Linked DNA regions of Mus musculus: region 2 is linked to region 1. A link is a contact called in public capture Hi-C data. All regions are on one chromosome and are shown on one strand. The core of a region is the stretch at or near the end of the contact, and the rest is flanking DNA. Distances in the headings are between cores, read along the strand shown.

Evidence for each region. Capture Hi-C pulls out chosen DNA fragments and counts their contacts.
Region 2: a contact with region 1 is called in a capture Hi-C map of embryonic stem cells, with 2.8 times the contacts expected there. The contact joins two enhancer-like sites. A contact is called at or near these places in 1 of 115 datasets of contacts at active chromatin or transcription factors (embryonic stem cells) and 1 of 9 other capture datasets (embryonic stem cells).

Annotation. Positions count from the first base shown.
Region 1 is chr10:35,014,914-35,017,981 of GRCm38.p6, forward strand. No RefSeq gene overlaps it. Among named protein-coding and RNA genes, the nearest start is that of Gm26341, 96 kb to the right of the region's middle. Within about 2 kb of position 1,623, at least 9 of the 459 cell types and tissues checked have an H3K27ac peak or open chromatin away from gene starts, as enhancers often do. A contact at or near this core is called in embryonic stem cells, where this site is marked.
Region 2 is chr10:35,149,386-35,152,502 of GRCm38.p6, forward strand. No RefSeq gene overlaps it. Among named protein-coding and RNA genes, the nearest start is that of Gm26341, 39 kb to the left of the region's middle. Within about 2 kb of position 1,511, at least 5 of the 459 cell types and tissues checked have an H3K27ac peak or open chromatin away from gene starts, as enhancers often do. A contact at or near this core is called in embryonic stem cells, where this site is marked.

The sequences.
Region 1 (3,068 bases), core at 373-2,872:
GCATGTGGTCATTGCCAATGAGTCCTATTTATACGTTCTTCAATGATCACATGTTCTCCCACAGGCCTTGCCTCAGCAAAACACTACTTGATTCTGTTTAGCAAAATATCATTGAGTCTATATCACCTGACATATCCAGAAATGTCCATCTCAGTTTCCACCTTAAAAATTGTTGTTTAAGAAAACTTAATGTTGAAAATCCTAATGTTGTGATGTTTTGTTTATAAGTCCTCAGATTATTTTTTTATGAGATAGGATAATCAGATTTAATACTTGACCTAATAATGTAGAATACATAAACTAAAACGAGGCCAACTTCTGAAATATTGAATTGATATATACATATTACTTTAGTATCTTTCAATGATGACTTTAAAAATTTGCAGTAGTTGTTCGAAGATGATACCCTGACAAAGGTTACCTCCATCTCAATGTCAATACAAACTGTATGTCTAAGCTTATAGACTTAATTTGTTCTGTACCTTTATTATTCTGATTAGTATGTAGTGAGGAGATTTTCTTTTCTAGTGCAATCTCTTTGGTGTTTTGTATGCTTCTTGTACCTTTAGAGATATCTTTTTCAGGTTAGAAAATTTTCTTCTGTGATTTTCTTGAATATGGTTTCTGGGCCATTGATCTCTATTTCTTCTCTTTCCTCTACATATACTGTTGTTAGGTTTGTTTGTTTTTTTTTTTTTTTTTCTGGATGTTTTGTGTCAAGAGTTTGTTTAGACTTAACAGTTTCTTTGATCAATGTATCTATTTCTTCTATAATATCTTCAATGCTTGACATTCTCTTTTCCATTTCTTGTATTCTGTTGGTGAAGCTTGCCTCTGTTGTTTCTGTTTGAATTCGAAAAATTTTAATTTTCAGAATATCCTCAATTTGGCATATATTTGTTGATTCTCTCTCCAATTTCAAGTCTTATATAGTTTTATTAATTTTGCTGTTTGTATTTTCCTGGATTTCTTGAAAGTGTTTTTTCAATTCATACAGCTGTTTGTCTGCATTTTCAAGAAATTCCTTAAAGAATTTACTAATTTCCTTTTTAAGGACGTTTACAATATTAACACAGGCTGTTTAAAGTTATTTTTCTTGTGCTTTAACAATGTTAAAATTTTCAGGGTTTGCTCTAATAGGATAGTTGAGCTCTAATGGAGACATTTCTCAGGCTGTTACTGATTGTGCTTTTACACTAACATCTAGGCAACTGGGCCTGGGATGATTATAGGTCTAGGTGCTGGTTTCCTAATTTGTCTTCATTGGGTGGGTGTTTTGTACCTTTGTTTCTGTTTCTGCTTCTCTCGATTTTTGGAAAGTGTGATGGATATGTGTTTCCTGGTAGGACATTTTCTTTAGACCTGATAGTGTAACCCCACGGAGTTTAGGGTGAAATGTGTTTTGGATATTGGGAGCTGATATTTAGGAATGGAGATAGACTAAGCAGACAAAGGAGTTTACAGGAAGGAAAACAGAGTATTCAACCAGGATCTGCTCATTTAATCTTTTTGAAGTAGGAAGAAACAGTGAGAAGTCAGCTTAGAGGGTCTTCTATAGTGCTGGGAATGAAATTAGGTTATTTGTTCTATGTTGTGGATAGTCCTAGGGCTGCTTGTATTTTGATGCTAATTCTGCTTTTCTGGGAGAGGTTGTGAACAAAGTAGTCAGATGACTTCCTGTGAACCTTCTCCCCACCCTAATTTGTAAAATAAAGGCTAGAGCCAGTGATTGGGCAGGAGAAGGGGAGGTGGAGCTAAGAGTCTGGGAGAGAAGAAGGGGAAGAAGAGAGGATGGTGGAGGAGGAGTTGGAAGGAAAGTAGAGCAGAAGCATGCAGCCTGAAGAAACAGCAAGTTATAAGGGGTCTCAGAGATGGGGACGACTGTAGTGTAGTGGTAGATATTCCTAATCTAGGTGTGCATACTGTATTCATATTATTTGTATTTTGTGGGGTTTTTGTTGTTTTTTTGTTTTTCTGTTGTTATGTTTTTTGTTGTTTTGTTTTGTTTTGTTTTGCTTGGGCTTATTTGAGTTGGAGATTTACCGCAACAAAATAGAGCCCAACATATTGATTTGAACTCAACTAACCTGAGATAAAAGTTCAGGGCCCCCAACCCCCGAATTAGGCTCAGGCAGTGATCTAGGGTGCAGCAGTATAGATTGAAAGCTGACTGGGTCTGAGTGGTCTACAGAGAACAGCAGAGAGGCTCCCTCCCACAACATCAGACAGCACCTGAGCCTGGCACTGGGCTTGAGGACTGCCATGTAAGATTTGTAGGGAGAGACAGGTGATCCTAGAATACAACTGCCTATGACGCAGTTTTAAGGCAGACACAATAAACTGACTTTTTGCCCGGGAGAGCCTTTTTGTGTTTGCTTCCCCATATCACCCTCCCATCCCCATGTCTAGTACAGCCGGCCTGGATCTCTGTACTGCTTGCTTTATGCTGAGAGTTGCCTGAGATTAGCACACAAGCATACACTGCCAGCTGCAACCCAAACAGGGAAACACCCAGCCCCTTCCTGTAAATAAAAGAATCAGGAGACAAAGGTACAAAGGGCTCCAGACCAGGTAATAGATTGATACTTAAAGATGAGAAAAACAATAAATATCTTTTGAGCTTTATGTGATGATATTTTGAATGGTTTGACAGGGATGGACTTATAGGAAATAGACACCTTATCATTTACTGGTATTACACTATTTATTCTTTTGATTTAGTATGTCTTCTCAAAAGACAGGGCTCTAGGAAAAATATTCTTGTTTTAGAAAAGAAATTATAAGTAACACTAGTAAGGTTCAGGATATTATTGGTCAAAAGAAGCAAAGTTTAGTGGATAATTTATTAAAGCTAGTGAAAAAGTATAACATAAAAACAAAAATTCTAGGCCTTTAGGCCCAGGCTTAAGAATGTGACCTTTGTGACTCAATGCTCCAAGGCATGCTAATCATAAAACAGATAGTGACATTCCTCCACCCACCTGCTTCCTGGGTTCAAGGAGTGTTCATTCAAAGAAAGTCACCCTGACCCACCCTGACCACTGCTGGAACCCGCTATGCAAATATGC
Region 2 (3,117 bases), core at 261-2,760, 130 kb after region 1:
GTAAGAAGTAGAGAGTGAGAAGAGAGAGAGAGGAGAGTAAGAACAAGAGAACAAAAGAGTGAGAGAGCAAGGAGGAGCCAAACAGCTCCTTTTAAAGTGAACTGCTATCTCTTCTGCTGCTAGGTTACTGGGGAGGAGTTTAGCCTGAAGGTCAGAAGCTTGGAACATTGCCTAGGCAACCTAGCCATGCTTTTTTTGTGTGGGCTGAGGAGGGTGGTAACTTAGACAGAAGCCAGAGTTCTAGGAGACATGAGAGAACTTCTTCTGTCCTATGTAGGAAAATTATGACCACTGGGTCCCGGGGTTCAGCATCTCAGTTCAACTGGAGACCAGCCTGTCTGTGCATAGCCTAATACCCCCCAATACTGTAACTCCCTGAGCCAAGCATATGCAAACCATCACAAAATGGAAAGGGAAGATAATGTGATTATATTTTAATTTACAAAAATAGTGTTGAATAAAGAAGATATGTTGAGCTGCATAGTGCACTGTCTCTCCCATTCTAGAATGACTCATTCATTTGTATTGAACTATAGACAACTCAAAATTTCAGATAATCAACATAGTGACATTGAATTTCTGATTTAAAATGGTTGATACTAATTTCAAAGCCTACCCTGAACTTTACAAATATTCAGTAGATACTAACACTCTACTATTACTCTATGTAGGATACTAAAAACACAAAGGGGTACAAAATATTAATTCTTTGGAATCAGTTATGGTAACTGTCTTGGAGAGAAATTAGTTTATAAATGAAATTGTAAAAGTAAAATTTTATGAGAAGTAGTGTTCTTATTTGAAATGAATGTTTTCGATTTATAGGATAATATTACTTCAAAATCACCAGACAAAATGAATCCAGTTCCTAGTTACTTGCATGACCATTTCAAAAAATGCATGATGAACAATTGCCATACCATTTTTATAATTAGACTGATGTTAAAACAAACATTTCTTCTGTTTTTTCCTTTGATAAGTCTATAAGAAGCATATAATAATTGCATTTATTTTTTCAAGTTCTAAAAGTATTGCATGTGATAGTGATAGTCAAAATATTTTCCCAAGATCTAAGGTAAATATATATATATATATATACATGTAATATGTAATTTATATATTATATTATATTATAACCATAATATATACCTTCATTACATTTGAGTTGTTTTTTTTTTTTAACTTGGTAGCATGATAAAAAATATAAAGATACATTATTAAACATCTATGAAGCTAGATACCCGGACCGCGGCTTACAAGGACCGGGTACACCTGGGAGGCAAGCTGGTGCTGAAAAAGACTTAGATGGCGAGAAAGATAATGGAGTCAAGAGAAAGGTACTGATCAAGGCCCACCAGTTTACTAAGAGAGTGTGCTTATAAGGGGGAAGGCCCATCCCCCACCAGTCCATTCTTGGTGTCTGGAACCTGCAGGTGACATGCAGGATAGGATGTTCCTCGGGAATATCTCAGGGGTCTCTAAGCAGGTAGCAGTGTCTTGGAGAGAGTAGTGGCAGATGACAGAACAAAAGATCTATCTAGGTCAGAAGGCTCCACCCAAAGTAATCTCCTTCTTAGTGGCAGCAAGGTCAAAGTCTGGATCAGCCTGCTTCAGGCTGGGGGAACCTACGATTCCTCGCTGATTATATAATAAAAAATAGCAGGACCGAGGCATAAAATTTATTTATGCTCCATAGTCCTGTTTGGGAATTATGGTGGCTGGTGGCTGTGCCTGTCTTAGGAATTCTCAGATTTTCCTGAACTATTCAGATCCATCAAAGAGGATTATATTCAGTTTGTTTCTGTTTATTTTGCACAAGCATGGCTCTGTGGTGTATTATTAATAAACCACTGTCTCTTGGCATATACCTCTGTCTTAGATTGATATGGCTCCGAAATCTGGTTGCCTGTCATTGACTAACTGGCCCACATAGCACATCTTATTCTCAAATCAGACCAAAGCCACAATATGCTTCTTCATGTTGATTAATTTCTGCCACCCGGGCTTGTTGGAGGCAAGGCTGCATGCTTGTTGAAATCAGACTGTGAGGCATTAACTGACCTGCTTGAAAAACAAAGCTGTGACAGTGAAAAACAACAGGATAAAAGCTTCTTTGTGGAAGCCCAGGTACTTTATTCAGTTGCAAATTAGCAACGATCAAGCTCAGGCTCTGGCCCCCAGGTGTCAGGGAGCTGGCTTTGAGAATTAGCAGAAAGGCCAGAGATTCTCTGGAAGTGGAGGCTGTGATCCAAATTAACTTTGCTAGGTAATTAAGATTTTTAGCTATCTTCAATAGGAATCTCTAATATTGGAATTATTACTAGACCAGTCCAAGATTGAGTTAGAATAACTGGTCACATTGAAGGAAAGAGAAGCATCATTATAACCCTTTCTAATGACTAATCTTTCTAAGTCAGATTCCACAGTCTTTAACGTTCTATGTCCCATAAGATTAAAAATCTGGGACAGAGGCAAGCAAAGGTGGGTCAAAACATATAACCAATTCAGCTTTCTTGTCACCAATGTCAGGGCACTCAGCGAACTCATAGGTCAGCTTGTCACACGGATCCTTCTGACAGTTGTCATACTTCTGCAGCATTCTGTGGAGAGAACCTAAGCTTTCCCCTTTCCCCAGTAGGTTAGCTGTTCAGGAACAAGCCATATGCCAATAAGTAGATCCTTTTCATCTGACCTAGAAATGATTGTGTCTAGTTTTATGATACTATAAGGCATTTATTAAGTTCTTTGACATCCAAATTTCAAAATTCTTAAAATAAATATATGATTTAAGTAATGTGCATGGGGATATAAACCCTCCTCTTCTTTGTTTTTTAAGAAGCTATACTTTAATACCTTGTCTTAGAGAATTATTAAACTGTTGAAAAAACATCTCAAAAACTTGACTGTTATAGTCAGTTTTAATATAACATGGGCAGTGACTTACTACACTTTCATTTGTTTCTCTTGAAGAGTGGTTGTAACTAGAAAGCTTGAAAAGTTATTAATAGTCACATGTGCATAATTTATTTATTTATTACTCAGAAATAAGAGCATTCATTTGCAGCAAATGATTAAGTATAGGTCCTCAAGAATTAATACCATTATGTGAAAACAGGT